Linked DNA regions of Drosophila melanogaster: all the other regions are linked to region 3. Evidence: chromatin contacts called from public Hi-C data. All regions are on one chromosome and are shown on one strand. The core of a region is the stretch at or near the end of the contact, and the rest is flanking DNA. Distances in the headings are between cores, read along the strand shown. Region 1 overlaps skd (skuld). Region 2 holds the start of siz (schizo). Region 3 holds the start of AsnS (Asparagine synthetase).

The links. A called contact is a pair of places that touch in the nucleus more often than the background predicts.
Region 1: a contact with region 3 is called in a Hi-C map of the Kc167 cell line, with 3 times the contacts expected there. A contact is called at or near these places in 4 of 107 Hi-C or Micro-C datasets (the D17-c3 cell line, the Kc167 cell line and embryo).
Region 2: a Hi-C map of the Kc167 cell line shows a contact between it and region 3, with 6 times the contacts expected there. A contact is called at or near these places in 8 of 107 Hi-C or Micro-C datasets (the Clone 8 cell line, the Kc167 cell line, the S2 cell line and 2 more) and 4 of 7 datasets of targeted methods (the Kc167 cell line and the S2 cell line).

Annotation. Positions count from the first base shown.
Region 1 is chr3L:21,007,978-21,012,402 of dm6, forward strand. It overlaps skd (skuld), which reads right to left. Exons shown (of 13, transcript NM_168879.3): 3 at 4,234-4,425. Among named protein-coding and RNA genes, the nearest start is that of scaRNA:PsiU6-40, 3.7 kb to the left of the region's middle.
Region 2 is chr3L:21,031,995-21,036,365 of dm6, forward strand. It overlaps siz (schizo), which reads left to right and starts at 2,541. Exons shown (of 6, transcript NM_168881.3): 1 at 2,541-3,307. The coding sequence starts at 2,925. Polr3E (RNA polymerase III subunit E) reads left to right here. Exons shown (of 3, transcript NM_079468.4): 2 at 1-1,057; 3 at 1,122-1,567. The coding sequence ends at 1,478. CG10581 reads right to left here and starts at 2,209. Exons shown (of 2, transcript NM_141022.4): 1 at 2,153-2,209; 2 at 1,560-2,089. The coding sequence starts at 2,198. The coding sequence ends at 1,566.
Region 3 is chr3L:21,170,321-21,174,693 of dm6, forward strand. It overlaps AsnS (Asparagine synthetase), which reads left to right and starts at 2,798. Exons shown (of 1, transcript NM_206410.2): 1 at 2,798-4,373. The coding sequence starts at 2,880. It overlaps Ac78C (Adenylyl cyclase 78C), which reads right to left and starts at 1,610. Exons shown (of 24, transcript NM_079470.5): 1 at 1,332-1,610. chb (chromosome bows) reads left to right here and starts at 2,533. Exons shown (of 2, transcript NM_168882.2): 1 at 2,533-2,725.

The DNA.
Region 1 (4,425 bases), core at 1,919-4,418, 160 kb before region 3:
CAGTATACATAATAACTATTTTTGTTGTATTTCATGGCTACTACTATTTCCCTTCAATGAGATCAGCGTGAGTTTTTTTTACAACGACGCTTAAAAAACTCACACGCACACGTCGGCATAAAAGGGCAATGTACGATTATGACAGTGTGTGTGTGAGTGCGTGAGAGTCTGCTTCCTCTCTGCATCCTCGTCCTCTTCCTCTTCCACACCACTATTATTATTCCGTCATCTACACGTTCCCATGCCCACACATCCAATATTCATCCTGCAAGCCGGCTCTTCTTCGTTTCTCTTCTTCTCACAGGTCACACACCACAAACACACACACACATATTGACACACTACCCAACGGCGAAAAGTTCAAAGCTCGCCAAAATTATAAATAAATGTCCGCAAGGGTAGGCCAGGCAAAACACAAGCAACAACAACCACAACTTTAGCGGCTCTCTCGGCAAACAAGCAAACAAAAGAAAATCAAGAGTCGAGTGAAGCAAAACGGGACGACAAACAAAAATAAAATAAAGAAGCAAAAGACTGAATTCCAGCAATAGCAAACAAAAGACAATGTTGTCACATAAGATTTTGGGCGGTAAAAAATTTAAAAAAGATTTTAAGAATTTCAAAAAGCACAAAATTATTTTTTTGAAATGATATGCAACATTGTATCCTATGGAAAGTAAACGGGATTTATACCTATAACCTTTGATTAATTCAAATAGTTTCCAATAATAATCCAATTCCATTTAATTATCTGGCTTCAAAGGTACAATTGTGTTCGTAAATTATTGTTGAATTAATTTTATTTCCCCATCACAGCTGCTAAATATCCTGATCTCCCTCTTTTTCCAATTTCTTGGCTTTGGAACAGGAATTGTAATCGGGTAAATCGGAATCGGGGAATCGGAATCGACGGCGACTGCTCAATGCAAATTCCACAAACACGTTGAAGCCGTCTGTGTGGGTGTATTTTTTTAGCACGTGTGGTTTGTGCACATGTTGCTGCTCCTCTCTCTCTCCCACTCAGACGTTTTTAAAGAGAGAGGTGGAAAGTCGCTCTGTGCAAAGTAGCGAGTAAGAGAGAGAGAGTGGTTGTTTGGGAGACAAAGTGCCGCTAGGCGTGCACTCGTTCTTGTTCACCCACACACTCACTAGCTGCTCTTCTTGTTTGTGGCCCGAAAAAATTGCTATTTTAGGTTAACATTTTGCTATCGCAGCAGATCTTTTCTTTACCGCTCTCTCTTTCTAAGAATGTGCGTGAGAATTTCACAACAACTGTAACGTGTAATTAAGAGAGCGTTATTTAGCAGTTTTGCATTTGCGTGACACATAATGAAAACAAAAAACGAACACACATGACAACAAGCAGCAACAAATGTTGGATCAAGGTCAATAATCTGAGCGCACACACATTTAAAAATGTTTAGTAAGCGCAATAACAAATCGAGAAACCAAAAAGCAGGTAAAACCACACGAATGCAAAAGACTTAAAAATAACATAATAAATGAGCAAGAAAGCGCATTGTAATTAAGCCCAAGCTTGCAAACCAGTTTAAGCTCATTGAGAGCCAAGAATCGAAAAAGAGAGAATATCTCTTCGAATCTTTCTCTATTATTCTCAGAGAGCACCGCATAATTATTGGCTCCAATTTTGGAGCACACGCACACAGCTGCCCCAGCACTCACACACGCAAAAGTGACAGCTGTTTAAGGTAAAAATCGTATGCTATCGAAGTACAACAAACTGTTTGAATACTTGTCATTGTCAAGTCGTGTGTGTGTGTTGTTTTTTTTTTTGTTTCGAAACAGTGCTAGAATACATTGTAATTTGGGATCTTATATTCTACAGCACCTATTTTATGTCATGTAAATGTTATTTTTGTGCCACTGTGCTGACTGGCTGAGATTTGCGGCGTTGCCGTTTTCATGTACAGCAACTCAGAGAGACAGTAACAGTAACTACAAGGCGCTCTCTCTTCGCCACTCTTCTCACCCTTTCAGAATTTCATTCACACGCACTTGCGAGCACGCACACACACACACCAACAAGACGAAAATTTTTTTCGCCAGTTGTGTTGTTTATGGCCGAAAAAGCTATAAAAAGCATACGAAAATTCGACCAAAAAACGCAGACAAAGTAATGTCAATGCAATTAGTCAATGTCCTTGTCATTAAAAGTGCAATAAATAAAATAACGCAATGACAAAGGCTAAAACGAAAAACAACGCGAAATCTCATCAGCGATGGAAGCGACGTGCATACAACTCTCAACTCCAGACGGTAAAAAAAGCGCGCCTCAAAAAGGGGTTAATGCATGACGGCGGAACAAGCAAACTGTAAACTTATTGGGCCACAATGACGTAGGCAGATAACAAAAGATACAGTCAAACTTCCTTATCTCGTATCTCGGTCGGAGAACTTCAAAAGAGAAACGGTGGGTAAAGGAGAACTTCTGTAGCTATACACGGATGCAAAATTTGTAGTTCTAATGGAAACTAATGAACTATTAAGATAATTATGATCTCTTACGTATGTACGCTGTACTATTTATTTATAATTATGCTTTATGAAATGGATAAGAAGCGTATTGTAAGATACTTTTAGTTTAGATAGGCAATTTAATTAAACAAAAATGTTTTAATTGAATATTTAATTTAATAATATTTAAAGAAGAGGGTCTTCTCAGTTAAAAACATAATTGGTGGGAGCTCCTTATCTGGCGTTCCACTTTATGATCTAAAGTAAAAGCCTTCACATTTTTGTTGTTCTTTATTGTTTCAATCACTGGTTAATAAGAAACCATCTTTGAATCTTTGAAACATTGAGAACTTTTTACCAATCATATTTAATTAAAGTTTTGAAATATCTATTAAATGGGTCTGCAGATAACGGGATTACGGATCTCGGGCGACCTGCGGTTGCTTGGTGGGTAATGGAATTTGCCGTGGAAAAGCCGAAACTTAAATTCAAATTCTACTATGAACAATGTACGTAGTGTAGTACGTAGTTAGTGGTCAGAGATAATGAGGCAATAACAAAAATATTGAATAAATAGTAGCCGCACGCAATGGCTGATAAGAGAAGAAAGAAATGGAGATAGGGTGTGGGAAAGAGAACGAGCTTCTTTCGAAGGCCAGTAGTGTGTATTGATATTGAACAACCCTCGAAGGAGCGAGCGAGAGGGACGCTGAGCAGGGGGAGAGCGCGAGAGCACCTTTCTTCTTCGTTTGCATAATTACCCGAGAGCGACGGAGAGCGAAAGAGAGAGAAAGCTAGCGAAAACATTGCAAATGACAGGTGACGTTTCGGCACTACTGCTTCCTCTTTCCTTCTTTTATGCACAAGGAAAAAAGGAATAGGATTTAAGGACTTTTTAGGGGTTTTGTAATGTAAATTCGTAAGCCACGTTAAAATATTTTTAACATAATAATTTAATCTAGCTAGGAACTATATATACATTCATGTTTATAAGACACTTTCGATTAGAACTCGGTTTTGGATCAATTGCATATTTAATTTGAACCTTTGCGTTACAATGTTCCGAAAAAAAATGCATGTGTATAACATATAGGAAGAACTTTTTCTTTTTTCGTGTGAAATTCGGCGGAAGAGAGAAGACAACCGCCTACGATTGACAGTTGTTGCTTTTTTCCTTTAGTTCTTTCTCTTTTCTGTTGCTGACGGTTCAATACGACGCCATGTGAGTTGAATGACGCCTAAGGAAAATGAAAAGGCGAGGGAGAAAGATTGCGAAACAACGGGGGATGGAGAAAAAAGTGGAGAGAATCAGGAGAGCAATAATAATAATCATCTGCCGCAATCGAAATGTATTTCGCGAGTTCTCTGTTGTTTGTTTGTGTGTCGCATTTGTTTTGGCTTTTCTCACACAGATACACCCACACACACATAACCGTCAAAGAGATGGCAAAATTTGTTGTTGCAATTGCATGCGATGGATGTGGCCTTGAAGCTTTATTAAATTCATCACCCACTTGGATGTGTGAGTGAGAACGGGTATGTGTGTGCCTGTGTGTGTGTGGGAGAGAAAGGGAGAGCAAGAAAATAATACAATCAATCTTAAATGTAACACATCGAATTTTAAGTGGTAAATAGGTTTACCTATTTAGAAACTTCTATGAAAATGTCATATTGTATACCTCGTGGCTAGTACCGGTAACTAGCTTTCATATTTAGCTTTCACATTTTATTCGAACCGTCTTCGGTCTAGAAACTTACCCGCTACTCGGAGCAGCTCGGCATCGACCAGTTCACTGAGATCGGGCTCCTCGCCGTACCAGAAGATCCATAGCTCCTTGGCGGCGGCCAGCGAAAGGGGCGGGTGGACCTTGGTCGACGTGGTCATCTCGAAGGTTAAGGCATTCGGGTCGGCGTGGTCCGTCTTCGTGGATTGGACCCTCCTCCACACGC
Region 2 (4,371 bases), core at 1,291-3,790, 140 kb before region 3:
GTCGAAGAACCTGAGGGACAGCCTGTATCTCTTTCAATACCCCACGAAAACGGAGCTCCCCAACCACGATGACTCCGTGATTGTCAATTGTTGTGTAAAACCAATCGCCCAGGAGGTGAAGGTGGACTTCGGCCTGGACATTGAGTCGGCCCACTTCGATCGCTTCAAGGGCGAGCAATTTGCGGTGGCCGCCGACGGAAAGAACACCTATGGAGCAGTTCCACCAAAGGGTCAGGAGCGACCCACCTACAAACGTGGCATCATGGACAAACAGGCCTTCACAAGCTCGCGTTCCATAACCGATGTGGCCAAGTACATAGTGGGCATCTTTACGGATCGGGAGGTGCATCTGTCGCCACTTACATCCATAGTCCAAATGCGACCCGTTCTCAGTCACTTCGATAAGGACGACAAGCGCAAGAAGGCGGAACTGAAGGCTCAAACGGAGGACACGGACGATGACGAGGTGCTGCAGCAGGTCACGGTTAAATTTGCACGAGGAAATGCCAAAAACAGCGGAAAGGAGCAACGTGTCGGCACCTACGACAGTTTCGTCCAGCGAATTGCGGATGAGCCGTGGTGCGAGGCCTACTGGCACTCGAGGGGCACGCCCACCGCCGAACTGGAGCGCCAGAAGCTCTTTGCCACCAGTCATCACGGCAGTTCCTCTTTGGCTCTCGCTCCTGACGAATATCTTCGAAAGCTTCTGCCCTACGACGAGCATGTGCAGACGGTAGCCCCAGCAGCTGCTTCTGCTGCCGCCCAAGTACTTCCCGTCTACAACAAGGCCATGCTTAAGTCTATGCCGCTGCTGGAACAGCTTACAGTGCTACTGAGAGATGCGCGGATGCTCTCGTTCAGCGACGTCATTAGTATTCTCGCGGAGCACGTGGATCCGCATGTGGCTGCCGACAAGGTGCTGGCTTTGCTGCCCCAGGTGGGCATCCTACTGCACGGCAACTGGGTGCCGAAATCCGAGGTGGTCTTTCCCGAGAAGGTGCTTTCCCATGCGAACGGTGTGTCCGCAGAGCAGATGATTCGCGCCAGAGATTATATAGTGAGTTATAGTATGGGTGTAGCGATCACTTATCTTGTACTAATCTCCTCAAATCCATCCGCAGCTCTTTCGTTTCTCCCGCACGCCCTACCTGTTCCGAGCTCAGGTAATGGCCGCCACCCAGTTACCTCCTGCGGAAACACTTGACGTTTTGAAGACTGTGGCCCGGGTGAATAACACAAAACGGTGGGAGCTGCTACTGCCACCCGACAAGGAGTTCGAGCAAAAGTACCCGGAACTGGTCAGCCGACAGGAGTACCACTGGACCGCTTCCGAGCAGCACTACAATGAAATGGACTGGGCTAGGGAAACCAAACGTGTTCGGAAACGTTCGACGAGGAAGAGCGAATCCCAGTCACTGACTTCAGCCATGCCGCCGCCCGCAATGAATCACTCAACAACTGGCTCCGTGGATGCGTAGCATCGGATGATGATCTCCCAGCGGCGGAGAATCGGCAGCACGATTATACATCTAGGCACTATTAAAAAGACCAACAATTTTACTTTGTTAAAGAAGTGCTTTTGTAATCTCTTCTGTAATCTCTCCAGCCAAGGCGTTCCTATTGAATTTGGTCACCTGGTAAATCTTGGATCCTGCTGACTTTCTCAGCTGCTCCACCAAAGCCAATGTTGATTTCTCGGGTATGGTGACCAATAGGGCCCGCTTTTTCTTCAGGAGATCAGCCATGGCCGACTCAAATCGCTTGCTAAGCAGCTCCATTTTGCCCACTTCATCCACGACCAGGAGATCCGGCTCTGGTTGGGAATCCTGTGTGCCAAGTACTGGCAGAGCGAGACTGTCGAAGTCCTGCACAAACACCGAATACTCTCCCACTTTGGGTCGTCGCAGCTGGTCCCCGGGATTCTTGCGAGATAGGATTGCTCGTTTTCCGGCTAACGTGACCACGTCGAAGCCGATTCTTTGGCTGGTGCCCTCACCTCGCATTTCCTCTGTGTAGAATCCTTGAAGAATGCGTCCTCTATCCTGCAGAGCCGAGCATATTTTGTGGACCAGTGTAGTTTTACCCACTCCTGAAAATCATGATTACATACATAATAAACAAATAGCAAATATTTTCCCAGCTAAATTTGCACCTGGTGGCCCAGTTAGTATAATGGTTATATTTTTTTGGTTCTTCATGTCGGCTTATTATTACAATACCAATTTTATAGAATATTTTTGTGGTGAACTAGATCAACCAGGAATGGATCATTGGCAGTTCCAAAATAAATCTTAATTAATGCACACATATTTAGATTTAATGAGTTTTAAATTTATCAAAGAAAGAAAATGCTTATGTATAATAATGAGCATAAACTTAAGATTGTTTATGCCCTTCTTAAATAAGATGAAAACAACAATATATTTTAAAATAAAACGGTCGTCTTAAAATGCCACATTTGATGCGGTATATTTTTTGAATACGATAGCGTATTTTGAGTTGCATGCTCTATGGTCACACTGCGGTGCCCCCCAGCACGTCCACACTGTTTCCAAACGTCGAACGACGAGTGCGTCGTGTTTTTCGTCGCGCGTGAATTGAAAATCCGTAATTCCGAGAATATTCGTAATCCCCCTCCGATCCGCACCAACTGTTGCTCGCGATTCGAAGTGCTGGCTCTGAAGTATAATATACGAAGGTCATTCAATTACAATACGAGTGAAGTTTCAACTCGCAGCAAGCTGCATTTTCAGTTCTTATTGTGAGATTCAAAGTGGTTCTGCCTGTTTCGCTGTTTTATCACCCTCTCCACCACCTTCCCTCATTCGCGCGAGTGCGTGTGCGTGGCGGGGCTATAATGTTTTGGCCACAAAAGCACATCGATTAGGAGTGCAGCCGATCCCCGCTAAGGTTATAAACAAAACATGTCCGAGGCCGATCTGAAGAATCTATCCCAGAACTCGGATGGCGACCAGGAATTGCTGCTGCATCAGACCACGCAGTCCCTGCTGATGGCCAGCTCCATAATGTTTGTGGGAAACCAAGGAGGGCCGGGCGGTTCCGCTGGGGGTGTCGCCCCACCTGGACCCGTTTCCCTGCCCCTGCCCCTCTCCATCAACATGCCCCATCACCATGTGCATGCGATGCCCTACAATGTGGACGAGCTGCTCCGGGAGAACAATGCCCTGCACGCCAAGATCAAGGAGTTGAGTCTGGAACGCGATCGCCTGCTCTGTGAAGTGTCCAATCTGCGACTGGAGCTGGACATGTCGGAGCTCAAGCGACTGCCCGTCGATCTCGATGATAAGTGAGTGCCCACCAATGTTTACTATCTAGTAATATATTCAAATATCTGTTAAATAAGGGTGAATTAATGGCATATCATATTTTCCTATTGGACATCCCGCTTAAATGGAAACTTCCAATAGGAAGAGATGCACTTTAAAATTGCGGTTGCAAAATAATTTTCATGGCATTTGGGGGCCAGAAAAAATTTGCAATGTTCAGCAATTTGATTTCAACATATTTAAAAAGAATTTTGTCGATATTGTTCTAGATGTGTCAACGAGCATTTTACATATTACAAAGAACAATTTCTCACTAAATACTCTGTAAAATGCGGTTGTTTATTTTGTGATCTCATTAAGAGCCAAAATATTCCATTAAGTAATTATAATCAGTCAGGAGATAGTATTCATCTTTAAATTGATTATATTTTGAAACAATATATATTTAAAATCTTTTCTGCTATACTACCTACTTTTAAAGCTCTTCTTTAATGCTTCTTATCAGAGCGGCATTTCGCTTTTAAGTTTCAGGTCAAGGCCTTTGATATATCTGTATATATTGTAGTTTTATTTATACCATAATTTAATCTGCACATAGGCCAGTTTTTTATTTCCCTTTTCTGATTAGAAATTAACATTTTAGCTGATAAGAAAAAGAGCTGGAATACATAATTCATTCAGTGAAGATCCTTACTTTATATTTTGTGGTTGTGTGATCTTAAAACAAAAACTTGAAGCCAAAGTACCATTTCTTCTTCAGCACTCAAACAAAACCACAAAAATCATTGATTTTTTTTTTGGATCGCCATTTTCGGCTGCATTTCCGTGACCCCCAACTCCAATGTTTCCTTGCCCCCGGGTTGAGTCAACTTCTCGTTGAGTCACATTCATTCGTCCCCTTGTCCTTGCCACCTTGGCAGCTGCAGGCTGACAAGTCGGAGTGCGACTTCTGGTTTTTGCAACCCCTTTTTGCACGCCGGTCTACCTGTGGGCTAATCGACACAGTCGTGGTCGCAAAATGAAGTGCACCGTGGCGATAGGTATTTCCGTACATAAAAAACTCATGCTTATCTGTAACAGAACA
Region 3 (4,373 bases), core at 1,548-4,047:
AGACTACGCTACTGGTCATTCAACTATTAGTGCCGAAAACAAAATTTGTGTCACGTAACACTGACCCCAAACAAAACAAAAATAATTAAGAGCTTAAAGATAGTGACAGTCAGCGAGCGGGCGATTAAAAATAGTCGGAATGGATGCTGCCCACTCCTATTTTTAGGGTCACCCCGGGGTCAATCACTCCACGCGGCTAGACACCAGCGTGGTGGCAAAGGGTGGCCATAGGTGGCCCGATGTGGCTTAAGGTGGCCAAAGGGTCTAATCATCCCCCGATTCGAGTGGGTCCTTAAAACCACCAATTTATTTGCGTTTTGCCCGCTGCGCACAAAGTTTTTTGGGCAGCTCACTGAGGCTGCAGTAATGCGAATTGATTTCCGCCGACTGCAAACAACATGGTTATCCATTTCCGTCGCATCCGTATCCGTATCCTTACAGCATATCACACAACAACAAGCCACAACAGTGCACTGAAAGAAAGGACTCAATCCTATGTTATATTACAGACCTATTGAACAAATTAAAATGAGTTACAAATGTAGAAACGTTTGAACAAAAAATTATTATTTTTAATACTATATGACTCAGTTAATAATTATGTGCGATAAGGGCAAATTTTGAGCGTTGAAAATTGAAAAATACTCCCAAAAGTTACTCATAAAATATTATGACTAAATTTTTAGAACGAACTAAAATTTTAATTAAATATAATTGTAGCAGTGCAGTGCCCATTTCCCACCGCCAATAACATTGTTAAAAACTTCCACTTCGAATTTCAAGCCAAAATACTTGGGAAATATTGTTGATTTGATTTTGGCGGCGTAGAAACTTTTCAATTAATTGGCCCCGACTTGGCAGTTGCTCTATCTGTCAGCGATTTTATGGCAATGCACATCTGGATCTGGTAAATGGGTCTTGGGCCATTTGAATTCGTTCAGCCAGCGAACGTGACCCAAAAGTTGGGGCCCGTGTTTTGGCCACCTCACTCGGAATTCCGGAAACGGACGTGACAGTAATAGGTCACGCTCGATTCCCTTCGATTTTCGGGCTCGGTACCAGTAAAAAGTTTATTTTATTTGATTTTGATTTGATATTTTTGAGAAGCACATAAATTACCTTCACTTTTCGTGTTGAAAGTTGTGTCCGTTTTTATGGTTTTTGGTTAACAAAGAGGGCTAAATTTTTCTGATTCGATTCGGAATTCCAAGATTGATTTTTTCTTAATTTATTTTCCATTTTAAATACATTTTTAAGGACTCCTTGATTGACTATCATCTTAAAGTCATAAAATGATTGAGCTGATACTTTTGATTACTTTTTTTACGCACAATTTTCGGCGGTGATTGCCCACGAAAATTCACTTTGCACATTTTGGCTTACCAGCCTCCATTTCGTCGACGTAACTCAATTTAAGATTCTTTTGAATTGATTGAATTTCGACTAATTACGCGCACTTAGCACCTTGACGGGCATTTTCGAAAGGGAAATTGATATCGAGGAGCGCTCGCCCATATAAAGGACTTCCGATCCACGTCGCTAGCCGAGTGACAATGCGTCGTATACGCAACTTCCTGCCGCACAGTGTCGCGTTCCATCGGCAACTGAATTGAAAGGCCGTTCGTTGCCGACAAAACGACTTGGAAGCAACAAGCGCGCACGACAGAATTCCAGGAGCGGATTCGCGAACCTCGGGTTATAAATCTCGGTTATTTACAGAAGCTCGCACCATCCAAATATGTAGTATGACATCACTGTACAAATTCGTCAGTGTTAGATGCGTAATTAAAACGTCTGCATAATTAAACACGGGAGATTTCTGTTTATCTGCGGCTACTTGACATATTTATCGCATGGACCGAAGTCGAAGTACGCGACGTGGTTCATAGGAAACCACCTGTTGGCGCGGCGCCATGTTAGTTAACAGCGGGCTGTATTTCGGGGAGCTTTTCGGTAACATTCTGTTAATGCAGATAGTAAACAGATGTTACTGAGCTTTCTTTAATGCCGCTAAAATAATAATAATATTAATTTTACGGCAATTTATTCAATGAATTAATGTATTTTTGCTATTGATGCTATTAAAACTATTTGTATATTCTCATTCCAAACGAATTTTTTAAGGAACTGATAAAAAACCGGTCTGTTCTCCGAATTCACACTTTTCTTAACCCTGGCATGAAGCCAACATTAAATCGAGAAACAACTCACTTTGATATATGCTACTCTGCAGATACACTATCAATAATTTAATAAACGGCATCTAATCTTATTTATTTGTTAATACTAATTTTTAAAACTCTTTCCAAAAGAAATCATATTGGGAGATGTATAATTAAGCACATGGAAGATTACAAAATATTTTTGTTAATTAATTTCTGAGCAGTCTAACCACCCCAAAAGTAGAGTAAATTGGATGACGAAATCGTTGATAAAGAAAAATCAGCTGTGAGTTTCAGTTTCAGAGCGCGTTTAGAGAGTAAAAATGCACATAGCTAAACCTAAAATGTTTACCGTCTATTCGTTATCAAGTTTTAAGCTGCTGACAGCTGTTCTCCTTCCGATAAGATTAGCACAAATTACTAAATGGCCGCTCATCAATAGTAATTTTTGATAAGAGCCCTAATCTCAGGGAGCTGTTACCTACCAACATTTATGTGTCTCAGGATTCTAGAAACGGGGTGAAGGAACTAGTTGCACGTGGAAATAAGCTCTGTTGACGAGAGTAAGTATAAAAATGAAATTAAATCTAGAGAGCTTTGGCCATAAATAAGAGTGCACGCCATTGAAAAGCTTCATTCAGTTTTCGGACTTTGCAAAGTGCGGGCCGCTTCGTTAAAAAAAAATACAGTTGAAATTACTGCAAAGATAAGCGAGAAATGTGCGGAATTTTTGCCATATTTTCGAGGGATGGGGAGCCGATACCCACGCAAATCCTCCATGGAAGCAAACACAGTTTAAGGGAACTGGCCTATCGACAGAGTGGCAAGCATCGGCATCGGGGTCCAGATTCCACGGGGGTCTATGTGAATTCCTTGGAAGGGGTGGCCATGATTCATGAACGCCTGCGAATCATTGGCGTGGAAATGGGCGACCAACCCTTCGTCTCTGAAGATGGTAACCTCATCCTGGTGGCCAATGGAGAGATCTACAATTATCTGGAGCTTTCGGCTGAGATTGCGAAAAAGCGTGGCTCCTACAACCCCATGAGCGATTGCCACGTGATACTGGAACTGTACCAGGATTATGGAAAGGATCTTCTGCAATACATCACTGGAATGTTTGCTTTTGCCTTGTACGATAGGAAGACCAAGGAAGTGCTTCTTGCCCGAGACCCCTTTGGCATTATACCCATGTATGTGGGTGAGGATGCGTCGGGAAACCTTTGGGTGGCCTCGGAGATGAAGTGCCTGGTGGATACCTGCTCCAAAGTGGAGACTTTCACACCTGGCGAGGCTCGTTTCGGTAAAGTTGGTGACTTTAAAACATGCTGGCAGTTTCAGCAGTCTTGGATCAAGGAGGTGCCCACACAAACCTGCGAATTATCCCTACTGCGAGCCAACTTGGAGTTTGCCGTGCGCAGTCATCTGCAGTGCGATGTTCAAATGGGAGCCCTGCTATCCGGCGGAGTGGATTCCAGTCTTATAGCCTCCATAGCCACGAAGATAATGCGCGAACGGGATCCCAACTTCCGGCTGAAAACATTCTCTGTGGGTCTAAGGGATGCACCCGACTTCCAGGCGGCCAGGAGTGTGGCCAAATATATAGACAGCGATCACAAGGAGATCATATTCGAGATCGACGAAGCTCTGGATGGCATTAGGGATATTATTTACCACCTTGAAACCTATGATGTGACCACAGTGAGATGTAGTTTGCCCATGCTGCTACTAGCTAGATATATCAAGAGCACAGGCATCAAGATGATCCTCTCCGGCGAAGGAGCCGATGAGATCTTTGGAGGGTATTTATACTTCCACAAGGCCCCAAGCTACAACGATTTCCACGAGGAGCTGGTGAAGAGAGTGCGCCAGCTGCATTTATCCGATTGTTTGCGGGCCAACAAGGTGGCCATGGCCAAGGGCGTGGAGCTGCGAGTGCCCTTTCTGGACACGGGGTTCGTTAACCATGTGATGCAAATCCGACCGGAGGATAAGATACCCGGACCCCTCAACAAATTCGGGGAAGTACAGCAAAAGCGATTGGAGAAGTATGTCCTGCGAGCTGCCTTTGCGGATAACTATCTGCCCGATGAAGTCCTCTGGCGCCAGAAGGAGCAGTTCTCCGACGGAGTGGGCTACGATTGGATCGACAGCATCCGCAGGGTGGCCACCAGCCATGTCAGCGATCAAGAATTCTCCGCAGCCGCCCTA